4 separate regions of the Sus scrofa genome follow, and regions 2, 3 and 4 are each linked to region 1. A link is a contact called in public Hi-C and HiChIP or PLAC-seq data. All regions are on one chromosome and are shown on one strand. The core of a region is the stretch at or near the end of the contact, and the rest is flanking DNA. Distances in the headings are between cores, read along the strand shown. Region 1 holds the start of OXA1L (mitochondrial inner membrane protein OXA1L). Region 2 overlaps DAD1 (defender against cell death 1). Region 3 holds the start of ABHD4 (protein ABHD4). Region 4 holds the start of RBM23 (probable RNA-binding protein 23).

Region 1 (2,588 bases), core at 37-2,536:
GCCAGGGATCGAACCGGCAGCCTCATGGTTCCTAGTTGGATTCGTTAACCACTGCGCCACGACGGGAACTCAAGTTATAATTTTTAATACATACACAGAATCACATTTCATACCACTATCAATGGCTTGCCATCATTGTGGAAACACCTGGTACATAATGAAGTCTCTCCTTCAGTACTCTCAATCATTTCCCTACTGATTTGAAAACCTATCCCAAGCTAGATGGAGTGCTCCACGATTCCCCCAGTCAAAACAGGATTAAAAACAAATCAAGAAACCAGCACCACTCCTAACGCTGCTGGGTCGAAACGTCACTTACCTGGGCTTCTGCATAAAATATGGCAGAGGTACTGAGGCCCCGGGGGCCTGGGGCCGCGAGGAGGACATAATGTGGGTGTCCGCAGCGCCGGCCGGCTGGGAACCGGAGCCCGGGTGTCAGCGGCTTCCGTGGCCATTGGCGGAGCCCTGCGACGCTGTGGAACTGAGTGGGTAAAAGAAGGATGTAGTCCTTTTACCGAGATAAGTCAATAGTTACGCTCCGCCCCCACCCTTCCAAGAAAAAGGCAGTCCGCTACCACAGGTGAGGACATTGCTACTCCTTGCGCTCAGACTGCGAGTGTGAAGGCATATAATCAGCGAGTCCTGCATTTCAGCTACCTCAGAGCCACCCAGTGGCCCAGAGTTTCAGGCTGAGGTTTCCTTGGAAGGGATGACGCCTGTTTCTGGGAACAGACCAGGAGACCCGGCTGTTGAGCCCGTAGGGTTGGGGACGTAACCCTACCGCGTCCTCCTGTGACCTGAGGTCAGGAGACGCAAGTCCCAGTGAGGTGTGGGCCTACTCATTCATGCACACAGCACGAGTCACCCCTGGCTCGTCACAGGGATAGGGTGGCATCAGAGCTCAGTCTCGGGGTGTCCTTACTTGACGCTGAGGCTGTAGCAAGCGCAGAAGCTCCCGGCGTCCGCACATCAACCCCATCGCCATCTCGCCGGAGAAAGGGCTTGCGTTTGCGCCTGCGCACTCAGAACCGCAGTCTCGCGAGAGGAGGCCCTTTTGGAAGTGGGCGTTAAGCCACAGCTGCCAGCAGGCTCAGGAGGTAAAGGAAACTGGAGCTTGGCGGCCATATTTGAAGAGGGTAAGAGGACACAGAGCTGCTTTAACAAGATCTCGCAGAGGGTGTTCTCCCGAGATTGAAGTTCAGAGCCTTCTAACAGGCTTTCGTTAATGGCTGCGTGATCCTGGGGGCTTTTCCTTCGTCCTCTAAATTTGCGATTCTTCTGTGATTTGTTAAGTTAAAAAGCGTCCTCGCCACGTCAGGTCTTGGCTGTACTTGGAGTGGGTTTTTCTTGCCCAGTGATGTTCAATTCTTGTTGCTAGATAATATTGCAATCGCAGATAAAGTGAAATTTGAGAGTGGTCTGGAGTTTGACAGAAATTGAGGGAAATATATATCTCCCAGACAAAGCTTAAAAGGAGATGCCATACTTCCCTTTTCCTTTCCCCCAGTAGGGTCTGGTTGAGGAGAATCTTGTGACACTGAGGGCATAAATCTTTACATCTTTTTTTTTCTTGTACTTAACGGCTGCACCTGTGGGCTAGGGGATGAATCAGACCTGCAGCTGCAGACCTGTGGCAACACAGGATCCTCAACCCGTTGAGTGAGGTCATTGATCAAACTTGCATCCTTATGGACTCTATGTCAGGTTCTTAACCTACTAAACCACAAAGGGAACTCCAGAGGGGCAAGTCTTTAAAGATGCTGAAAGGTAACCTGCTGAAGGTGGTTGTATGGAAAGATAGAAGAACGCTGATGATGTCACTGGGCTGCTGCAGCAAGCTTGGAACCACCTAATTCTAGATTTTGTTGTGTACCATAAATAAAGGTCTTTGTTGTCTAGACTCTTAAGTCTCTGTTGCTTGGGTTCTTGAAACTGAAATCATTTCTGGAGATATATGAGGTAAAGTTCCTTTCTTCTAAAGGGGGGAAAAAAGTACTGCTTAGAAAGATAGGAGTTGACTATGTGAGAAACCCTATAAAGCCTCTCAAACAGCAGAGTGCTTTTGGAATAACAAAGTGTAGCTTTAGGAAAGATGTGATAGCCCAAAATGCTTTCAATCATTGCTAGTTTAGGCTGATTATAAATGTACCTGACAGGAATGGTTTAAAAAAAAAAAAGGCAAAGGAATATGATACAGATTTAGTAGTAATTTGGGGGTATTACCTATCAGTCAAGTATGTTGGATACTATCATAAACGATTTTTTTTTTTTTGTCTTTTTGCTATTTCATTGGGCCGCTCCCGCAGCATATGGAGGTTCCCAGGCTAGGGGTCTAATCACGGAGCTGTAGCCGCCAGCCTATGCCAGAGCCACAGCAACGCAGGATCCTAGCCACGTCTGCGACCTACACCACAGCTCACGGCAACGCAGGATCGTTAACCCACTGAGCAAGGCCAGGGACCGAACCCGCAACCTCATGGTTCCTAGTCGGATTCGTTAACCACTGTGCCACGACGGGAACTCCGTAAACGGTATTCTTAAAGTTACTTTGAAAAATCAGGGAGTTCCCAATGTGGCTCTGTGGTAAT
Region 2 (2,588 bases), core at 62-2,561, 190 kb after region 1:
CCCCAAAAAAAACACCCCCAAAAAACAAAAACGAAAAAATTTCTGGAAGTTAGTGCTTTATAAGCTTTCTAAATCCAGAAAAACTCTTTAGGCTAAGTTGCAGCCCTCTAACCTCAAAAAAGGTTTTGGATCAGAGAGGTCAGAGTGGCTTAAGTGAAGTTGTACAGCTAATTAATTGTAGAGCTGGTGTGAGAACCTGCATCTGTAGTGCCGAGTCAGTTATGCCTTGGTGTGCTTGGAATTCAGATTTGAACTCTGAATTTTTATGTATAGCTCTGTAAAATGTTCAGTGAAAAATGTTTGTTTTATTCAGGTTGTTCTAGCCTGGCTTAAGTATGGTCCAGAATTTGGGAACCCCATAATTACCTTTGTCTTTGGGGGGCTAGAATTAAATGGAAGGATTTGAGGCCCTGTCTGTAGTATCACATGATATTTTTAGAAACCTCGAACAGCTCTTCTTACCTTTCTGCTTCTTTCTTTCAGGTTCACTCTGATTTCCCCTGGACAAGAGCTCTTAAGATGGCAGTTTGCTGGACACATGGATTTTCTTCAGATTTATGCTTACTACCACTCTGATTGTACAGAGCCCAGAAAAGTCCCGCGGCTTCTGACTCAGAATAACTTTGTAACTTCGTACTGGTCATTTATTAATACAGTCTTTGCCTGCCATTAAATGTAACCTTTTTGCCTTCCAGATTAAAGAATTCCATGCCACTCCTACCCCTGCCTCTGGCTCTGTTTTTTGTTTTTATTCTTTTTTGGGGTTAAAACCCTTTTTTTCCTTCAATCCTCTGGGCAGAGCTCTTTAGGAGTTGATAACTTGCAACTTTGAATCTACCTCCACGTTTTCAATAAGTGTATTTGCGGTTAATGACAAAGGCAGTGCTGACATCCCTGGGAAACGACAGCCCTTTGTCTTTTCCCTGGAGCTGGTAATCCTTTACTAATCCTTCAATCGTTGCAGGTGGTTCCGCTCTTGTGACACAATGCATTCCTGGAACTGCATCATTAAGCACTTTGTTAGAAATTTAACTCAGTGTGTGCTTCCCCATTTATATCTGTTTCAACATGATTTAGTGGTGAAAGTGAAATATGTATCTCTTAGACTGCATAGGAAGAGTGCAGAAAGTGGGGCTTGTGTGCATGCCTTCTTACAGGATACACTGCTGTCCAAACCAACTTCACAAGTGTTCTCTCATTTTGCTCTTACTGTTACCTTGGGGGCTCCGCTTCTCATTAGATAGGTGAAGAAGAGGAAGCTCCTCTTTGTAACTTGTTTAAGATCAGAGTCCATGATGTGCTTGGGTGGAACAATAGGTCTGCTGGCTGAAGTCTAGGCCTGGTTGATATGTGTCATGGTAGCACCCCTCCTTCTATCTTGGGTGCTATATATCAAAAATATGCTGTGTTGAGAAGTCCACTCTTTGAACTGAGCTGACTGCTGAGATGGTGAGTTGTGCTCTAGAGCTTTCCCAACTTGGCTGCACTTTAGAATTGCTTGGGGGTTTTAAAAATGAAACCTCAGTGCCCAGGGCACACCACAGATCAGTTGGGGGTAGCGTCTGTACCTTATAAAGGAGATTCTCATGTGCAGCCAAATCAGAGAAGCACTGCTCTGGATTCTTGCTCCTTAAATTACAGCCCATTGACCAGCAGTATTGACCACACTGGGAGCTTATTTGAAAAGGAGTCTCTCGAGCCCCACCCTAGGCCCTACTGAAGCAGAATCTTCAACACCGTCTACATGTGATTCCTGTGCATATTATAGTTTTAGAAGCACCCATCCAGAATGATGGTTCTCAGATTTTGGTGTATGTCACAACTACCTGGGAACTTAGTAAAAATGAGCTTGGCTTTCTGTGTTCATTAGCTCTCTGTGTAACTCTGATACACGCTGAAGTTTGAGACTCACTCTAGATCAGGAGTTGGCAAGCTTTTTCTTTTTTTTCTTTTTTCTTTTTTCTTTTTTTTTGCTTTTGAGGGCCGCACCTGCGGCATATGGAGGTTCCCAGGCTAGGGGTCTAATCCGAGCTGCAGCTGCTGGCCTACACCACAGTTACAGCAAGGCCAGATCCGAGCCACGTCTGCGACCTATACCACAACTCATGGCAATGCCGGATCCTTAACCCACTGAGTGAGTCCAGGGACTGAACCCGTGACCTCATGGTTCCTAGTCAGATTTGTTTCCCCTGTGCCATGATGGGAACTCCGGCAAGCTTTTTCTTAAATGAATGGCCTGGCAGTGTGGTCCAATAAAATTTTGTTTATAAAAATCACTGTCCTTGGACCATGGCTTGCCATTCCAAGGGATACTAGTTCACTAAAATTATGACTTAATTTAATATGCCTTAAAATTTTTATGTACAGATGTACTTCCTGATAAGGAGGCTTCTGAATTATTTTAGTCTGGATTGGTAAATAGGTATTTTAAATAAGAAAAGCATCTGAACTTTATTTTTTATTATTTATTTACTTATTTATTGTCTTTTGTCTTTTTTTTTTTTTTTTAGGGCCACACCTGCAGCATATGGAAGTTCCCAGGCTAGGGGTCAAATTGGAGCTGTAGCTGCCAGCCTACACCACAGCCA
Region 3 (2,588 bases), core at 48-2,547, 170 kb after region 1:
TGGCAACGCCGGATCGTTAACCCACTGAATAAGGCCAGGGATCGAACCTACATCCTCATGGATGCTAGTCAGATTCGTTAACCACTGAGCCACCACGGGAACTCCTGGTTCCAGTGTGAACACAAACAACAAATGAAAACTAAGGAAGGTTTACTTGCTGTTTTAGGAATTTTGCTTGAGTGGCTAGGATAGTTTAAAGTTACTAATAAGTTGAAAAAGTACCTGGTTATATGCTACTTGCAGCTGAAAGTGCGATGAGCTAGGTCTGTTAGATCAGATTCACCTAAAATAAAAGGGCAGCAGGAGTTCTCTTGTGGCACAGTGGGTTAAGGATCTGGCATTGTCACTGCAGTGGCTTGGGTTGCTGCTGTGACCTGGTTTGATCCCTGGCCAGGGTAATTTCCACAAGCCTCTGGCATGGGAAAAAAACAAAACAAAACAAAAAACGCGGCAAAAGCCAGAAACTAAGGTGGACCTTATTTTTCAAAAAGGTTAAAACACTAAATACAAGTAACTAATTCCACTTGTTAAAATACAAAACCTTAAACCTTCATTTTCTTCTGCAAAATAAATCGGAAGGGGTAGAGTTTGAACCAGGCACCAGGCAATGCTCTTTCAGGCCTTTCAGCACTGACATTCTGGGATAGTTCAACAACAGGTTCAAGATGCTAGGTTGGGAGTAGCACGCTGCTAAACTTGATCGTATACTCTATGCAATTTAATCGACTTTCTCACCCCACGCCCACCCCCAGCTCTTTTAAGACTATCAGATTCACCGAAGAATACCTACAATTGACTAACTACAATTCAAAAAATGTGGAGGAGCCCAATAAATGTCTGCTGAATGAATACCTGAGGTTTGATTCTATCGCTCTTATTAATAAGCGTCCCCAAGTCTAGATCCTAAAGCCAGTTCAGGACCGGGTAAAGTCGAGCTCCCCCACTCCGCCCCACACCTCCCACCCCCAATAACCACGTCTAAACTGGTGCCCGCTCAGACACTGATCGGGTGGTTCCAACTTTGGGGCAACCTGACTTGCTCCAATGATCTGGGACGGATCGCAGTTAGCGCCCTTAACAGAATTAGGACCGAACAAGTACTGAACCCGGAGAGCGCCAGACATTGCCCTATAGCAGATCTAAATAGTATATGTTTGAGAACGTGAGTGAACCAAAGAGACTCCAAACCTCGGAGTAGCTTCGCTATTGGCTGTAAAGCCTCTCCCGGTCTTCCTCCCGCACTATCTTGTTGCTAGAGCAACTGTGGGCGTCACCAACCTGACGGCGGAAATGGAACAAAAAGAGTACACGTCTCCAGCACAGGGAAAGATCCGTTGCGCAGGCGCACTAGCTTTCTCTGGCTGTAGTTCTCATTTTGAGGATGTATTCTGCGTCTGCGCATTGGTTGTTTCGCGCCTTGGTCGGTCTATACGCCTGCGCAAATCGGGGAGGACGGAGCTGGGCTGTACCGCTGCGCATGCGCTAAGACTACATCCGGTGTGGTCGTCTGGTACTCTAGGAGCTTGGGGTACGCCGGCCGAAGTACCAAGTTTATAGTCATGTCGGCGTCGGTGTTGTCGGTAATCTCCCGGTTCTTAGAAGAGTACTTGAGCTCCACTCCTCAGCGTCTGAAATTGTTGGATGCATATCTCTTGTATATACTGCTGACCGGGGCGCTGCAATTCGGTTACTGTCTCCTCGTGGGGACCTTCCCCTTCAACTCTTTCCTCTCCGGCTTTATCTCTTGCGTGGGGAGCTTCATTCTAGCGGGTAATGATTCAGTAATAATCTCCATAATAATGTGTTTCTTTGGTGCGCTGCTTTTATTCCCACAGTGCTCGTCTCTTTGTATCAGAACACTGCCTTGTCAAGTTATGAGAGGAGCCTGCATTGCTCTCTCTTTGTGAATGGGGAAATGGAGGGTCAGACAGGTGGCGTGCCTGTTACTGGAGAATCACCAAGGAGCTGGAATTAAATATAGAAACCACTTTCATGCTGCTGTGCAACCTGGTGATCCTCTTCACTTTGTATATATAGTCCAGGGAAAACTTCTTCCCAATTTCCACCTAGCTTTAACACAACTTTGAAGTTGGTAGACTTTTTTTTTTTATTTTTAAACTTACTATAGTTGACTTACAATGTTTTATTAATTTCTGCTGTACAGTAAAGTGATCCAGTTATACATATGTATGTGTATATGTATATATATATATATATATTCTTTTTTACGTTATCCTCCATCGTGTTCCATCACTGATGATTAGATATAGTTCCCTATGCTATACAGCAGAATCTCATTGCTTATCCACTCTAGGGTTAGGTGCTATAGTTTGCATCTACTAACCCCATACTCCCAGCCCATCCCACTCCCTCCCCTTCTCCCTGTTCTCCATGTCCATGGGTTTGTTTCTTTTCTGTAGATAGATTCATTTGTGCCATTATTCCAGATATAAGCGATATATGGTATTTGTCTTTCTTTCCTTTTTTTTTTTTTTTTTTTTTTTTGCTTTTTAGGGCCACACCCACAGCATATGGAATTTCCTAGGCTGAGAGTCGAATTGGAGTTACAGCTGCTGGCCTACACCACA
Region 4 (2,588 bases), core at 36-2,535, 150 kb before region 1:
GCTGGATCTGAGGCTGCTCCAACAGGCACTCAGCCTCAAGTGCTCCCTGGAATAGCCCTGAGAACATGTGGATTGAACAAATTTTCAGCCTTTTTCCCTGCCCATCTCTGTTCCTGTTTTGGTGGTTTTGTGTAAGGAGGAAATACAAATAAAGTGAAGTTATGGCCTTTCCTGCTCCAACCCTGTTGCCCCCTGCCTGTTTCTCCACCCCTTACTTACACAAATTCAGACCTGTGCTCTTTTCCAAGACACGAAGGGACCTTGCTTTATTTCCTATTTAAGAAGCTTAGTGGTGACTCTTGGACTCCCAGGTCCAGCTACAGTGCGGTCTTATCCATTAGGACCTGTGATAAGGCTCTTGTCTGGGGACAGGGCAGGGTGCTGCCATGAAGAAAGATGGGGTAGTGAGTGAAGCCAGCCACCCTTTCACCTTCCTGAGCTGCTGCACTGCCAGCTCCTTTGTTACTTCTTGGGAGAAATACTGGAAGTTACCCAGACTCCTGCAGCCAGAAGCCGCATATTTTGTTTGAATAAAATCACAGGGTTAAAGTTGGAAATCCTCAGACATAATCCAGTTCTACATTTACAGAGGAAGGATTTGAAATTGGTACAATGATATAAAGTTAATATACCAAATTAGGACTCAACATGATTCCTCTCACTTCGTGGCCCTCTCCATGTTTTAACCAGCTACGTTTCTGGCAGCTGAAGTCTTAGGGTTCTGGAAGCCCTTGGGTCATGAGTGTGGACAATTCCTTCTCTTTATGGTTAGAGGGATGAGTATTGTTGCACCCAAAGAGTCACTTGCGAAACTCTTTTCTTGTGGTTTCGAGGTGTGTGGGGCACTGATTTGAACTGAAGGTATGTGAGCTGTAGGACCAGGCAGAATGTGGAAGACTAATCTGACCGACTAATCAGGTCCAAGCGCTGAGGACAGAAGGCGGCGGCTAGGAGAGAATGTAGACAGAATGAGGATGTGGAGCCCAGCATTCCTCCCCACGTGAAGCAAATGCAGTTGCTCTCTATAAAGCCGTCCTGGATAAGCTTAATGAGACCCCGTCTTGCCAAAATAGAATAGGGACCGGCAAGGACGTCACTGTACCTCCCCGTTGGCTCCGCCCACAGCGTTGACCTAGCTTCAGGAGTGCGGGGGAGCTGGGCAGGCGAGTCCTTGCCGCGTCTGCGCCGGGTTTCCCCGCCCTGTCGCAAGCCATTTAACCAATGAGAGCGATGGGCGGATGTCTAAAGCTTCTGCTTTTCCCCAGTCTTGGAAAGGTTAGCCAATCAATGGGAACTTGATGGTTGCTAAGAGACCTTTGAGCTTGGCTCCACCCTTGCTTAGGATTTTAGCCAATGAAAATCTGTACTTTGGACTGTTGCCGCTAAACCGGAGAGGTTCGTTCTGCCGCCTGAATGTTTCCGCGCCTGCGCAGATCGGGGAAGGTTCTGGAAGACTGTGGAGCTGCCGCCATTTTGCGGGAAGTGGAGCAGCTCCGGTTGCTGTGGTGCTTTTATTGCGGAGTGTCTGGAAGAGAGACATACTTAGCACCCTCCGACACACCCAGAGGAACCGAAGGAACCGGGGTCCCCCTGCGGGGACCCGGAACTGGTAAGAAACCCCGAAACCGGTCCCCCCGTCGCGACGTCACCTATGCGTGACGTTGTCGCACGGCCCCTCCCCCTTACGTCAGAGGCAGAAAATGGCGTTAAGAGCAGAATGGGGCAAACTTTTAAAATAAATTTTTTTTGGCTTTCTTTGATCTGGAAGTGTTCGCTACTTAATTGTTGTCCACTGGCACTGTATTAGGGATCGGCAGCCTCGTGGCTGTGTCTACCGATGAAAGACTGTTTCAAGGATCCCCGTGACTGATCCCTTTCCAGGTTCCCACATTGCTGATGTTTAGAGTCCCACGTACTGTGGAGGGACAGTCTCAGAGGACACTTGGGATCGGTTTTCAGGCCCTAGTGGCACTACTCAGAGAGATGAGGGAATTGAGATTTATTCCTCAGTGTCTGAAGTTTCACGTTCCGTGTTTGGTCACTGCTCACACATTCCGTGGCGGCGGTAGAGGAATATAGTGAGGCCACAAACGAGGTTTCAGCATCAGGATACCGGCCCTCGCAGAGATGCTGCCCGTCGGTTACTTGTAGGTCCGTGTTTTGAAATGTGGCCTTGGCTTGTTACACAGCGTGGGGAATGTTTTTATCTTTTTCATTGTTGCTGTACTTAATTAAGCTGTCTTGTGCCCAGCTCAGTGACCGGACCCAGGAGATGGCGCTACCATCACCCCTGGAACTTCAGCGTTTGGTGAATTATGCCCAATCCAGGCCAACCGCGGTTCTTCATTCTCCTTTGCCCCCGCAGCAGTGGGACCCAAGCGCTGACGTGGGTCTTGACTGTGTGGCATGACAGGGTCCATGCAGCGCCATGGTTGTGGAACCCTAATGCAATTTTTCAGAGCAGGGTTGGAGGAAAGCAAAGTTTTAATGGATGGGATTGAATGGACTTTGACCAGTAATTAGGACTTAATTTGAAAACTTCCAACCAGAAAACTCATAATATTTTTAGAACATTTAGAAAGATAGAT

The links. A called contact is a pair of places that touch in the nucleus more often than the background predicts. HiChIP or PLAC-seq counts read pairs in DNA pulled down with a chosen protein or histone mark.
Region 2: an H3K27ac HiChIP or PLAC-seq map of alveolar macrophages shows a contact between it and region 1. The contact joins the enhancer-like site here to the promoter of OXA1L in region 1. A contact is called at or near these places in 2 of 5 promoter capture datasets (fetal liver and liver), 5 of 47 Hi-C or Micro-C datasets (embryonic fibroblasts, epiblast stem cells, fetal liver and 1 more) and 2 of 2 datasets of contacts at active chromatin or transcription factors (alveolar macrophages and skeletal muscle).
Region 3: a contact with region 1 is called in an H3K27ac HiChIP or PLAC-seq map of alveolar macrophages. The contact joins the promoter of ABHD4 here to the promoter of OXA1L in region 1. A contact is called at or near these places in 1 of 5 promoter capture datasets (fetal liver), 14 of 47 Hi-C or Micro-C datasets (alveolar macrophages, embryonic fibroblasts, epiblast stem cells and 7 more) and 2 of 2 datasets of contacts at active chromatin or transcription factors (alveolar macrophages and skeletal muscle).
Region 4: a contact with region 1 is called in a Hi-C map of liver, with 4 times the contacts expected there. The contact joins the promoter of RBM23 here to the promoter of OXA1L in region 1. A contact is called at or near these places in 1 of 47 Hi-C or Micro-C datasets (liver) and 1 of 2 datasets of contacts at active chromatin or transcription factors (alveolar macrophages).

The regions. Positions count from the first base shown.
Region 1 is chr7:76,265,414-76,268,001 of Sscrofa11.1, forward strand. OXA1L (mitochondrial inner membrane protein OXA1L) reads right to left here and starts at 1,287. Exons shown (of 11, transcript XM_013978229.2): 1 at 1,086-1,287; 2 at 923-1,083; 3 at 320-481. The coding sequence starts at 1,287.
Region 2 is chr7:76,456,685-76,459,272 of Sscrofa11.1, forward strand. DAD1 (defender against cell death 1) reads left to right here. Exons shown (of 3, transcript NM_213944.1): 3 at 484-719. Among named protein-coding and RNA genes, the nearest start is that of DAD1, 26 kb to the left of the region's middle. Within about 2 kb of position 1,312, at least 19 of the 83 cell types and tissues checked have an H3K27ac peak or open chromatin away from gene starts, as enhancers often do. A contact at or near this core is called in alveolar macrophages and epiblast stem cells, where this site is marked.
Region 3 is chr7:76,430,539-76,433,126 of Sscrofa11.1, forward strand. It overlaps ABHD4 (protein ABHD4), which reads right to left and starts at 1,298. Exons shown (of 7, transcript XM_021099270.1): 1 at 1,189-1,298. It overlaps DAD1 (defender against cell death 1), which reads left to right and starts at 1,502. Exons shown (of 3, transcript NM_213944.1): 1 at 1,502-1,770. The coding sequence starts at 1,560.
Region 4 is chr7:76,119,440-76,122,027 of Sscrofa11.1, forward strand. It overlaps RBM23 (probable RNA-binding protein 23), which reads left to right and starts at 1,286. Exons shown (of 14, transcript XM_021099252.1): 1 at 1,286-1,609. The coding sequence starts at 1,414. PRMT5 (protein arginine methyltransferase 5) reads left to right here. Exons shown (of 17, transcript NM_001160093.1): 17 at 1-178.